Linked DNA regions of Mus musculus: regions 1, 2 and 4 are each linked to region 3. The links are chromatin contacts, called in public promoter capture Hi-C maps. All regions are on one chromosome and are shown on one strand. The core of a region is the stretch at or near the end of the contact, and the rest is flanking DNA. Distances in the headings are between cores, read along the strand shown.

Region 1 (3,020 bases), core at 240-2,739, 800 kb before region 3:
ATGGAGATAGTCCCGGCGGATGACAATGGTCCTCTGCATCTTCATCTTCGTCACGACACCTGGGAGAGTAACAGAAAGGTGTTAGCAGGTAGGAGTCAGTTGAACGGGGCTCCCAAGAAGCTCCATTTATGGCATCAGCTTTGTCAACTGGCTGTCTCAGCAGTGCCCTAGAGGACATCTGAAGACCATCGTGAGAACAGACATCACTTGCCAGCGCCCCTGGACGCAGGAACCTAGAACCACCCTTCCAACATCCCACTCACCAGACAGGATCCGACCTCGGATGGAGACGTTACCAGTGAAGGGGCATTTCTTGTCTATGTAGGTACCCTCAATAGCCTGCAAAGTTAAGAAAGTGGGGTTTAGATTACCACTTCCTAAACAGAACCAAGGATGACGCCTCAGGGCCCATACTACAATTCCCAGGGGCCCATGGGAAGCCACTGTGAAGGGGGCGGGGTGGCTGTGCTCCCACACGTGCAGGGCAGCAGGGATCTCATCTGCTGGAGGGTCCTGTACCTCTTTAGGCGTCTTGAAGCCTAGACCGATATTCTTGTAGTACCGAGGGAGTTTTTCCTTGCCGGTTTCTCCCAGCAGAACCCGCTTCTTGTTTTGAAAGATCGTAGGCTGCTTTTGGTAAGCACGCTCCGTCTGTAGGGATGAGAATTTGGTGAGGTTGCAGGTAAAGTTCAAGGAAATCAGAGACAATATTTCTTCCTTCCTACCTTCAACCTTATTTGCCCCAATCGCCAAAACCGGCTGGTCAGGGCTCTCCAACCACCCCAAGTCTAGTTTAGCTCACACACTGCGTCCCATCTAACACCTCCACAGCCTGCAGAACTCACGGCTGAGATCAAAAAGAGCTTTTCAGCCAGACTGGACCTCCAAAACATACAAATCCACTCATTCGGGATTCAAGCTTATGTCCACGTAGCCGAGCCTGGTGGGCCGGATCTGTCATCCCGGTTGAGGTTGAGGCAGGATGGCAAGTTTAAGACAAGCCTAAGCTCATCGAGGCCAGAGCTGCGCTCACACTGAAAACTACAGCGAGGTCGGGACCGCAGCCCTGCCGTAGAGCGCACGAGGTCCGGGCCTCAGTCTCCATCAAGGGGAAAAAACCTGCTTTACCCAGTGTCCCCGGCTCTGCCGCCGCAGGACTCCCGCGCCGCAGGATGCCCTCCTCCCGCCACAATCCCTCACCCGTTAAGCTCTGAGCTTTAAGAACCAACTCCCGAAGCGCCAGGGACCCCATTACTGCGTAGAGCCCGGATTTCCGAGCCGCCTGAGACGAAGGCATTCGCAGGCATCCTCGCTTCAGCTAATGCGTAAGACAACGAGGACGCCAAGGGATACGCTCCACACCGAAGCGTCGGGGGAAAGCAACTAAACGCTCGAACCTGAATGTCCGCCATCTTCCCGGCCGCCGGAGAAAGGGAGAGGCAGGGCCGCTCCCGGCTTCCTTATTCACCACGCGAGGTCGGGGCGGAAGTGACGCGGGGTTATCCTCACGGAGGTGGGAGGTACTTCCGGCGAGAGCCCGCGTTCCTGGGACTGTCCGTACGCCGCCATGACGGGGGAGGACTAAGGGGCGGGAAGATCCTATCATCTCGCGAGATTTCAGGAGCACGATGTGGAGGAAACGTGCATCATGTGGTACGGCGAGGCTTAGGGCGGAGAAGGCGTGCCGTACGGGTTGGGAAACACGTGCTGGGATTCAGTTTCCAGAGAGAAGCGGCCGTGCAGAGCGGGTCTCAAGAAAGGGGTGAACCGCTTTACAGCAGAGTATCTGCCATACGATGTCAGGAGCAGCCAGCGTCGACCGAATAGTCAACCTTTCTTCCTTTTATTAAAGGCCGACGTCACCAAGGTCGCATGTCCTTTGTTGACAGTATCTCAGGCTGCGCGTCTACCCACACTTTGATGGGTTTATGTCCTGACTACTCGTGGATGAGTGTCTAACCTTAGGTGACCACCCCAGGTAATAGAGGAACCATTTAGCCAGGTGGCAAAAGCTTGTGTCAGTTTCTCGTATTCACCGTTCTAGCCCTGCACAGATGGGCTAGAACAGTATAAAGCATATTTTCAAAATAGATTGACATTTTGAGTGGTGCTGGATCTTTTTAACCCCAGCACTCACGGAGGCATAAGGACTTGGCTTCCAGGTCAGCTAGCTGTAATAAAAACTCTAGTGGTGGTTAACATGGGAAGCATTTTTAAGATTATATGTAAGTACACTGTAGCTGTTCTCAGATACTCCAGAAGAGGGCATCAGATTTCATTATGGATAGTTGTTAGGCACCATTTGGTTGCTGGGATTTGAACTCGGATCCTTCGTAAGAGCAGTCTGTGCTCTTAACCACTGAGCCATCTCGCCAGCCCCCGGAAGGATTTGATGTTTAAAGAACCAGAAGACTCAGGCGTGGTAAATGCCTTTAGTCCCAGCCTTTGTGTCATGGCCTGACCTCCTACAGTCCAGGTACCAGCTCTTGTATCTTGGTGCTGACTTACAGTAACACCATCTAGGACAGGACCCAAGATGTATATCTGCAACTTTTGAGCAACAAAGCCTATCCCGTGAGCAAGGATTCACCCAAAGGGGCCCCCCATGCAGATGACCTGCTGGTGCCCTCTGCCCCTCTCTGCACAGCACACATCGTACACACTTAAGTCAAATAATTTATTAGCACATAAAATCCTCCAGAAAAATACTGCTTTGTGGTCTGCTGGGAAGGAGCAAGGCAGTGCTCCAAGTGTGCACTTGTGAACCCCAGCTCATGTGCAGATCTCATTTTCATAGCTGCAGAATAGGGTACTTGGTCAGGTGGGTGGGGCAGCCCTGCTACTCATTTTCAACACTGAAGCTCAACTGATTCATCCCATGGTTTGCACTTTAATAAAAACTCATGCAGGTGGTGCGCTGTCAGCTCTCTAATGTCCCCTCTACCCACAGGAGCAGTGCCTAAGGAACCTTTGGTCCCCACTTCCCTAGTTGGCGGCGGAGGAAGGGCAGGCCAGGCAGG
Region 2 (3,073 bases), core at 214-2,713, 860 kb before region 3:
CCTCTGAGGCCCTCACCGTCAGTGTGTTGTCCTCAAAGTACTCCCGGGCCTCCTCCCAGGAGCACCTCTCCTCCAGACACTCCCGTTCCAGGTTCCCAGGGGTCAGCAACTCCAGGTCCCAGTGGTTAGCACGAGGAAAACGCCTGCGGCCAACTAAGAAACTCTGGGCCTCTGGGGCATCCAGGAAGATGTCAAGAACTAAGGACATCAGAGTCAAAAGCAGAGTCCTTAGGATAGAGGACAAAGAAGACAAAGAACTATGGGGTCCTAGGGGTACGGACCAGGCCTGGAGAACCCTGAGCAAGAGGGGACAGAGTTTTCACCATTGGGCATGAAGGAGGAAGACTGGAGTCTGGAACTCTACTTCTGAAGCAGGGGGTGACCATGTGGATCTGAGGGGAGAAGCCGGGGCACAGACCCTAGGATCTGAGGGAGAAGCGTCCGGGTCCAGGAATCTAGGAAGTCTCCTGGCTAGGGAGAGGCAGAACTAAACCTCTGCAAGGCTCTTCTCCAAACACTCACCTTCAAACTTGAAGAGACTCAAACACTCACCTTGGTTTTGCTCTCTGTGAGGTGAGGTGTCCAGGCAGGTGGCCAATCCCATATAGACTAAGAGCAGGGAAGGACGGCCCCTCATACTGTGTGGACTCCCAGATGACAAATGCTGCAGCGGAGTTAGGAGGCCAGGACTCCCTGCCCGCACTCTGCCATCATGATAAAAGCAAGTAACCAACTCGTGTCCCATGCCAGACACCGTGGGTCTTTATCAACTCAGGACTTTATCAAGACAGGGTTTCTCTGTCTGTGTAGCCCTGGCTGTCCTGGAACTCACTCTGTAGAGCAGGCTGGCCTCAAACTCAGAACTCTGCCTGCCTCTGCCTCCCAAGCGCTGGGATTAAAGGTGTGCCACCACTGCCTGGCTCATCTTAATTTTCAAGCCAGTCCTATTACTCCTGCCATTTTTATAGGTGAAGAACGTGTTACCAGGTAGTAAAGTCATTTGCCTATTGTACCAGGTTTTCGAATGTCAGAGGAGGACTTTGGAGGTGACAATGATAAGCACACAGTTGCTGAGGCTTGCTTTCTCTACCTATCACAAACCTGACAACACACAGTAGGCATTTAAACAAGCTCATCATCAACCCTCTTCCCTTCCAGCCCAGCAGATTACATTCCAAGTCAGCCTCCCTCTACCTGTTGCCTCATCGAGCCTCAGAGATCAGAGACTACACGACAGATCAGGTCGTATATTTCTAGGTCTTGAAGGCTTGAGGAGACAGAGCCCTGGGGATCCACAGCCTAGAGCTTGGGTCCCAAGTTTCTAGATCCCAATAACGTGGGGAATCAGGACACCAGATCCTCTGCCCAGGAGTTTCTCGGGGAGCATGCACCCACTTACCTGGCCAGGGCTGGGAGCTCTGCCTCTCTTCTTTAACGAAGGCCCTCTGGGTCAGAGTAGCCAGCTGTGCAAAGGGGTAGGCAAGAGGGGAGGGGAGGAGAGGAGGGGAGCTCCTCCTGGGTTACTAGGCCCGAGCCGGCTACTGGCGAGGGGGCGGGGCTACTGATTACCTTCTTTGGGAGGGACTCAGGTAAGGGACAAAGTACTTAAAGGGACCATAGGATCAAGGTCTTCAGTGCCACGGCCCCACACAGAAGAAACAAGGCTTTCCGACACCATGGAGGGATCTAGGGGGCTTTATTAGAGTCTCCTCTTCCCTACTTGTCCAGCCCGAGTCTCTCTCTACAGACGACTTGGCAGAGCCAGGAAAATAAATCTTAGGTCTCAAGAGATCTACACACTGGTGGGAAGGGAATTCTTTGGTTCCTAGAATAACTGGGCGGTACCACAATAAATCTGTTTCCTGAGGATAACTTGAACAGTTTAGTCTCGAGATCTTTGAAAATTGTTTTTTCTATAATAGGGGAAAGAGTTCTCACTTATCGACTCTTAAGATGCAATGGGGGAAAAAATAAGTAATATATTTGGGGAACTGGATATCAGTCTCTTCGGGTGACAGAGTTAAGTCTCCAAACTCAAACTTGAAGAGACTCAAAGCAACTGCCCCGCTCTGGGTAATGCCTAGAACAGGCTAGGGTGTCTCCCAGAGTCAAACCACTTTCGCTCACCGGAACCTTCGAGTAGTCACTCACGTTTCCGGGGGGATGGAAGAGAAGAAGAAAGCACTTACCAAGCCAGGCGAAGCGCCTCCGCGACTAGGGGCAGAATTATTTCCGGTCTCCTCCTGTCGGGCGGAAGTAGGAGGAGTAGAGTTTAAAAACAGTACTCTTTTTCCGGTTCGGGACGTAGTTGAAGCAACGACAAGCCGGATAACCGCTCTTGAGGTAAGCTGCAGGCGGTGAGGGGTCGCGTCGCCAAGTTTCCTTCTTGTGGGAGAAATTTGCAGTTCTGAGGGAGGTAGGATAAGGTTTCGCACTCCGAATCCCTGTCAATCATTAACAGCGCTCTTGAACGCCTAGGTTGGAAGACGAACTACATTTCCCAGGATGCCTTGTACTGTCTCCCTCATCCTGGCTGGTTGTAGAAAATGTAGTTCCGCAGTAGAGGAGTGATGCGGACCAAGTGAGGGGGAACTTGGGGTTCCCTGTGTTAGTGAGAGTTGAGGTCGGATTTCTAGACAATGGTGAGGAGGGGAATGAGCAGTAGTGGTTTGGACCCTTGAAGGTTCCTTGAAGCAATTAAAATATTTTATTCTGCTTGAGACCGAGTCTCAGTATGTAGCCCTTGCTGTTATAGAACTCGCTATGTAGTTAGCCTCAAACTCACAAAGATCCGCCAACCTCTGCCGCCCAAGTGTTGAGATTAAAAGTGTGCACCACCACACCTAGCACTTATTACCCCCCCCCCCCCGCCCCATTGTTCGTTTTTGTTTTTTGGCTTTTCGAGACAGGGTTTCTCTGTGTAGCTCTGGCTGTCCTGGAACTAGCTCTGTAGACCAGGCTGGCCTCCAACTCAGAAATCCGCCTGCCTCTGACTCCCAAGTGCTGGGATTAAAGGCGTGCGCCACCACCCCAACGATTATTGTATTTTTTTGAGGCAAGGTGACATGTAGTC
Region 3 (3,377 bases), core at 743-3,242:
TGAACTATCATTTATTCTCAGAGTTAGGGGCTGTGGGTGATGAACTAGGACTGATGAAGTTAGGGCTGGGGATCTGGATGATGGTGCTAGAGCTGGGTGTGATGACCTAAGCCTGCAGGGGTGAGTGACCAGCTGGCTTGGGGATTGCGAGACTGGGAGCTGGGTACCACACAGCACAGCCTCTGCAGCATCCATTGGCAGTGTGACCATAGGCGTTACTGATGACGTCTCCACTATTTTCCTTCATCTGTAAAAGAGGGATAGCATCGCGGCTAGCTTAGATCTAGAGCAGTGCCTGGTAATACTGTACAACTTAGAGCGGGCTTTGGAGCCCCGAGTGGAGTCGAGGGAACTCTGGCTCTAGTAATTGGAGAAAGGGCAAAGACTTGAGGCCAGTGCGTCCGGAAGCTAAAGTTTGGAATCTTAAATGAGGATGGATGGAGGAGGGGGACAGAAACAAGGGGAAGTCTAACTCTGACCCTGGAGAGAGTAGAGAGTGGGTCACTGAGGACAAAATTGGGGGGCTGGGATGGAAGCTTGTACTTCTCCATGATTGCAGGGACAGGAGGCTGCATCCCAGGCCTGGGAGGAGTGTGGACCAGGAGCAAGGAAGCTCCACTGGCTGAGAAGCCAGCTGGGATGTTTTAATATTCCTTGAGAGTTGAAAAAGTTCGGTACTTGGGGTGCCTAGGGGAGGCGTTTAGGGAATCCCCAACAATAGTGCCCAATAGAAGTGGAAGTATCTGGAGACACTAGAGGTAGGGGTGGTGGGATCTCCCCTGCCCAAGCCTCTAAGGAGCGCGGCATCGCAGCACTTCCTCCCACAGGAAACCGCAGGCGTCGGGCACACCCAGCCTTCAGGCAGTGGCGTCCACAGCCCGCTTGCAAGAGGACCACGTGGGATGAAGAGCTTGGCCAGATGGGACCGCTGGAGGTTCCGCCCACTCCCACTTCCGGCTCTGCCCTGCGTGGCCCCAAACCGTTGGTTGCGCATGCGTAGTGAACCTGTGTAGGAACTGAGATCGTGGTGAGCGTTCCTCCAAACCATGAATTTCCCAAATAACCAGTCCAAGGCACGCACTTCTTGGACCCCGAAGGACCCTGCCTAGTCCCAAAGTCTAGTCTTCTAAACGTTTCCCTTCAGTTTCCACTGCCCATAGTCCCGAGCCCCACGAGTGTCCCTCCCAGGCATTCAAGTCAATCTCCAGCACCTCGCTTGGCTCTTTTTAAATAACAGGGCCCGCCCCGCCCCCAAACCCAAGGCCCCGCCTTCTCACTAAACTCGCCGGCCGCTCCCTTCTAGTCCCCGCCCCTTACAGACCGTGAGCATCTCTCCCCTATAGTTAACGCTCTGTACAGGACTGATGCCACCCTCTGCTTGCAATCCTGCCCCTTATAGCATCCGAGCCCCTCCTCCTTTTATTAACAGCCTCTGGCTCCGCCTCTTAGTACTACACTTTCTCCCCTCCCCTTTTACAATGAGATCTTCCCCAGGCTCCGCCCTTGATCCTACCTATGCTCCTCCCCTTCCCCGCTCTCCTAACCTCCACTCCCTTGACTCCCCTGGCTCTTTCTATGGCGGGGATTCTCAACCTTTCTAATGCTGCGTCCCTTTAATATAGTTCTTTATGTTGTGTTTACCCGCCCTACCGTAAAATTATTTTTGTTGCTACTTCATAAATATCTGTAGTTTTGCTACAGTTATGTATTGTAATGCAAACATCTGTGTTGTCCGATGGTCTCTGGTGACTCCTTGTGAAAAGGTCGTTGGAGGCTACAACGGGGTCGCGACTCACTGGTTGAGAACCGCTGTTCTCTAGGGTCTTCTCAGCCCTGCCCCCGCCCACTCAGGCCCGTCTTCTGGCCTGCCCCTGCTCTGGCCTGGCCTCCTCTGGGTCCAAGACTAAAGTTGGCTGAGTCTTCCACTGATCTCTCCTGCCCGCCCCTTCCGCTGTCCTCAGGCCTTATTGGCCCCTTGTCTCCCCAGTAACCAGACTACAACAGTGAGAGTGGAGCTACAGCGACTGGTCAGGCACTCAAGCAGGTAGAACCTTGACCTCGCCTCCCACCCCACCCCAATCCGGCCGGGGTTCCGAGGTGCGGAGAAGCTGCCCAGGGACCGAGTCTGAGTCAAGCCGCAGGGTCCAGATTGTGTGTTTTTGGGGTGAGCGATATCCCAGTAGTCCTTGAAGGGTCGAGGCTCAGAGAGGCCGCAGTGCTGTTTGGTCGCTCTGTGCGCTGGCTTGCGCTCTCTGAGGCTGGTGTGCCCTTGCAGGAGCTCCACCGCTATGTCGAGGATGCGTTTGGGTCCACCCACCAGGAGCGCCCGCTCCGAAGAAGGAAGCGAGATCTTCCTGGAGGGATCAGGTAATTCATGATTCCCCATCTCCTCCGAAGTTCCTTTTCTGTTCTCAGCTTCTTCAAGTTCCAGAGCCAGGGGTGGGAGGCCTCCCAGGAGCGCCCTCTCCTGGGGGCAGATTCGAGCCCAAACAGGGGGATCTTGGCCTGTGGTGGGGCCAAGCCAGGCAGTGGGATGTCTAGGCAGACATTGGACTTCAGGAGTGGTTTGAATGGGGTCCAGAACATCCAGAAGAGAGCTAGGGGAGGACCCGTGAGATGGCTTACCTAGTAAAGGCTCTTGGCACCAAACTGACGGCCTGAGTGCCACTCGGGAACCCAGGGGGTGGGAGAAGAAAAGCAACTCCCTTGGGACCTTCCTACACTAAAACAGAAAGAGAAAAGGACTGGTGTGGCGGCACACATCTTTCATCTCTGCTGGGGAGGCGGAGATAGTTTGAGACCAACCAGGGCTACATAGTAAAACCCTACATAGTAAAACCCTGTCTCAAAAAAAAAAAAAAAATGGCTAGGGTGGCTGGGGTAGGAGTGTGGACATGGTTTGGGTCAGTTCTCAGCTGAGGGTGGGAAGCTGGTAGGAAAGATTGAAAGGATGGTGTAGTGGTTTGTATCTGCTTGGCCCAGGGAGTGGCACTATGAGGAGGTGTGGCTAGTTGGAGTAGGTATGGCCTTGTTGGAGAAAGTGTATCACTGTGGAGGTGGGCTTTGAGACCCTCTTTCTAGGTGCCTGGGAGTCAGTCTTTTCCTGTTTGCCTCTGGAAAAAGACATATATAGAACTCAGCTCCTCCAGCACCATGCCTGCCTGGATGCTGCCATGATGGACTGAACCTCTGAACCTGTAAGCCAGCCCCATTTAAATGTTGTCCTTATAAGAGTTGCCTTAGTCATGGTGTCTCTTCACAGCAATGGAAACCCTAACTAAGCTAGAAATTGGTACCAGGAGTGGGGTATAGCTTTGCTAGGTCTGACCATGATTTTGTTTGGAGGAATGTGGATTTGGGGACGTTTTGGAACGCAG
Region 4 (3,305 bases), core at 597-3,096, 690 kb before region 3:
TAAACTCACCCGGACCCGCTGAGTGGAAATGAGGATGCCCAGGGTAATCTGTGTGGCAAACAGGAGCAGCAGCATTCCAAAATACTGAGGACAGAGTGGAGGGGGAGTTCAGCCCCTCGGGTCTCCCAGGGGCTGGCCCGAAACGGGGGGTGGGGAATGCCACTCACCAGGCCCAGGAGACAGCGCAGCTCCTTTAGAGCCCCCACACAGCCCAGGAGAGCCAGGGCCATGGTGAGGACACCTGAGACAGCCAGGACCTTGGACCAAGTCTGCAGTGGCACGAAGGACAAACCTGAGGTGGTGACAAGCAGTGAGAGTGGGTGGAGGAGAGGACAGCAGCTCCACTCGGCCACCCAGGAAGGCCGTGACTCTTGGATCCCCGTGTCCCTTCCTCTGAATCTGCCTGGGTGGGCCTCTGCTTCTGCCCCACGCTGAGGTGCTTTCTCCTCTCTCTCTCTCTCTCTCTCTCTCTCTCTCTCTCTCTCTCTCTCTCTCTTTCTCTCTCTCTCTCAGAGAAGATTTCTCTGTGTAACAGCCCTGGCCTTCCTGGAACTCTGTACTCTAGGTGGCCTTGAACTCACAGAGATCTGCCCACCTCTGCCTCCCAAGTGTTGGGACTAAAGACATGTGCCACCATGCCCAGCTGAATCCATTTCTTAAACTTTTTGAGGGCAAAGAAATAAAGGATCGATTTCCTGGACTTTCCTTTCCTTTCCTTTCCTTTCCTTTCCTTTCCTTTCCTTTTTTCTTTTTTCTTGAGACAGAGTCTCAGGTAACTCAGGCTGGCCTCGGACTCAGTAGCCAGGGGTAACCTGGAACCTTGTGATCTTCCCACCTACACCTCCCCATGCTGGAATGTCAGGTGTGGGCCACCACATATATCCTAGAATTGTTCTGAGCGAGGTTCGAATGAAAACGCTGTTCAATTCAGCGGTCAATGTGGTGAGTCTGAGTTGCTATGGTTTTGGTGTCCCCTCCTTAAATGGTTTCCTTGTTATTATTACTTTATTTTTGCTCTTCCCCTTCCTGGCTGTGTGACACCCAGCAAAAGACTTCCCTTCTCTGAACCTCAACAAGGGAGAGTCTCTGAGTTCCAGTCCAAAATGAGACACAGGAAGTATTTGAGAAATAGCTATTATTTCTGTTATTACTGTTCCTAACCGCGACCTCATGGTGCTGTGGTTGTTTTGGAGGCAGGACCTCATTATCCAGCCTGGGCTCCAACCCACTGTGTAGTCTAGGATGGCCTGGAACTCCTGATCTCCCACCTCCTGCGTGCTGGGATGACAGGCATGACCGGCTACATCTGCTTTACACTTCCTACTTACCAGCACACATCCAGCTTACTGGCAGTGCCAGTGGGGTGCCAGTCAGAGCTGGAGCCCTACCTGGGAAGATAGTAGCTATTGAGGGCCTCCCCAGGGCGAGTGAGATATCAGGAGATGCCTTGGGGTGGGATTCTGGGTTCAAGTCCAAAGACCCTCCCCTACTGCGCAGCCCCCCTCACCCACAAAGGACACGAAGCTGGTCTTGTCAATGAGGATCCAGGTGCCGAAGCAGAAAATCAGGCCGCCTAGTACCTAGGGGAAGAGAAGAAATGAGGCTAGGGCGGATCAAGGGCCACTGTGGCCCTGGAACCCCGGCTGGGTAGCCATGAGTAGACTCACAAAGAAGAAGAGGTTGAAAACGAAGAGGAAGTACTTGATGAGGCTGAGGCAACTCTCTTGGGCGGACATCTTCGCCTAGATGGGGAATGACCCACTCGAGAAACCCAGACAGAAGAGGTGTTGGCCGCAGGGGGGAAGGGGAATAGTGGGCAAAGAAAGACAGAGACTGAGAGGCACAAAGGAAACCGGCAGAGAAAGAGGAAGTTCCGGGGGGGTGGAGCTCCACCCCGCCCTGTTCATTTAGTGACTGTCAGCGGGGGCCCTATCTTCTTCAGGGTTCCATCGAGTGCACAGCAGTACCTGAGGGTCCTTGGAATATGTGGGTGCCAGGGACACAATGGGTTCCTCGCAGGTGTCCATAGCTCAGGCAGGGCGCACAGGGGCTTCTGATGGACTTCCACTCACGTGGGTCCTGGGACTTCAAGGTTGTTTCTGCAGAGTTCAACCTCACAGACACTCTGACCTCACTGGCTACTGGCTCCGCCCCCTGCACCCTGTGATCTTCTGCTTAGCACCCATTAGCCTCGAGCCACCGCGCTGTCTCTGCCTCTCTGTCTCTGTCTCTCTGGGCCTTTGCGGTCTCTGTCCTGTGTGTCTCTTTCCCTGGGTCTCTCTCTTTGCTCTCTTTCTTCTAGAGCAGGTGCTCCGATGTGCTTGGGGGCCAGGGTTGGACCCCTGGGGAAGTGAAAGGGCTGCAGAGGAGGTGTGACAGTCCCAGGAGTGAGGAGGGCAGCGAGGCAGTGCCTGAATATCCGGTGGAGGAAGTGAACCTCAGATGGCACTTCCTACCTCTGCGGAGAAACCTGAGGGGAGGAGGCCCCAGAAAAGCCAGGCACTGGAGTGGGGGTCACTTGAGCATACCTAGCATCTTCAAAGTTTCCTATGATGTGCCCAGAAAGAAGTCCCTGACACTTGTCAAGTCCCCAGTTCCTCACAGATTTCTAATGTGGGAAGTTCCTATCACCTATCTACCCAAAGCCTAGTTCTCTGGGACAGCAGCTGCCTTCTGAGACATGTCTCATCTATTTTCTTTCTGTATGTGTATTTGTATGTGTTAGTGTGTGTGTGTGTGTGTGTGTGTGTGTGTGTGTGTGTGTGCGCGCGCGCGCCTTTGGAGGCCAGAGGACAACATTGGAAGCTGTTCATCTTTTTTTAAAAAAATTTTAACGATGTGTGTGTGTGTGTATGTCTGCGCCACATGGTGCTTATAGAGGGCAGAAGATAGATAAATTTTCGGGACTGGGCCTCTCCTGCCACAGGCTGTGCTCCAAGGCAGGTTCTGCCATCTCCAATAAGCCAAGTAAAAGAACCAAATTTCTAGAGGAAACAGAAAAAGGTTTACACACAGTGTGGTCACATTTAGAAGGGCACAAAGCGATCTGGTGATCCCCTTCAATTCATTTTTGGGGTCCCTCACTGAGACTGAGGTGTAAATAGAAGGCTAATGTTATGCATGTCTATGCAGTCCACCATGCGGTCCTACCCACCACTGACCCACCATCGTCTGGGCTTCAACCTCAACCTGTGGTCGCCCAAGCTCTTAGAGCCGTGTGAAATCCTATTCAGGGACACGCTAACCATTGGTTGGCATCTTTTCCCTTTCCCAGCATGAGATTCCTAGGGGGAGATTCCCCTTTC

Evidence for each region. Promoter capture Hi-C pulls out the DNA fragments that hold promoters and counts their contacts.
Region 1: a promoter capture Hi-C map of pre-B cells shows a contact between it and region 3, with 4 times the contacts expected there. The contact joins the promoter of Rps11 here to the promoter of Ccdc114 in region 3. A contact is called at or near these places in 2 of 39 promoter capture datasets (neutrophils and pre-B cells), 1 of 115 datasets of contacts at active chromatin or transcription factors (memory CD8 T cells) and 1 of 9 other capture datasets (pancreatic islet).
Region 2: a promoter capture Hi-C map of pre-B cells shows a contact between it and region 3, with 4 times the contacts expected there. The contact joins the promoter of Prrg2 here to the promoter of Ccdc114 in region 3. A contact is called at or near these places in 2 of 39 promoter capture datasets (liver and pre-B cells) and 1 of 115 datasets of contacts at active chromatin or transcription factors (pancreatic cancer cells).
Region 4: a promoter capture Hi-C map of neutrophils shows a contact between it and region 3, with 3 times the contacts expected there. The contact joins the promoter of Cd37 here to the promoter of Ccdc114 in region 3. A contact is called at or near these places in 4 of 39 promoter capture datasets (the C10 cell line, liver and neutrophils).

Annotation. Positions count from the first base shown.
Region 1 is chr7:45,122,900-45,125,919 of GRCm38.p6, forward strand. Rps11 (ribosomal protein S11) reads right to left here and starts at 1,490. Exons shown (of 5, transcript NM_013725.4): 1 at 1,398-1,490; 2 at 520-651; 3 at 264-339; 4 at 1-59. The coding sequence starts at 1,412. Rpl13a (ribosomal protein L13A) reads right to left here. Exons shown (of 8, transcript NM_009438.5): 8 at 2,664-3,020. It overlaps Snord35b (small nucleolar RNA, C/D box 35B), which reads right to left and starts at 212; the gene lies at 126-212.
Region 2 is chr7:45,060,189-45,063,261 of GRCm38.p6, forward strand. It overlaps Prrg2 (proline-rich Gla (G-carboxyglutamic acid) polypeptide 2), which reads right to left and starts at 1,464. Exons shown (of 7, transcript NM_022999.1): 1 at 1,400-1,464; 2 at 553-704; 3 at 17-198. The coding sequence starts at 637. It overlaps Nosip (nitric oxide synthase interacting protein), which reads left to right and starts at 2,241. Exons shown (of 9, transcript NM_025533.3): 1 at 2,241-2,343.
Region 3 is chr7:45,922,223-45,925,599 of GRCm38.p6, forward strand. Ccdc114 (coiled-coil domain containing 114) reads left to right here and starts at 1,993. Exons shown (of 15, transcript NM_001364168.1): 1 at 1,993-2,164; 2 at 2,276-2,367. The coding sequence starts at 2,298.
Region 4 is chr7:45,236,993-45,240,297 of GRCm38.p6, forward strand. It overlaps Cd37 (CD37 antigen), which reads right to left and starts at 1,847. Exons shown (of 8, transcript NM_007645.4): 1 at 1,668-1,847; 2 at 1,508-1,580; 3 at 168-292; 4 at 10-84. The coding sequence starts at 1,736.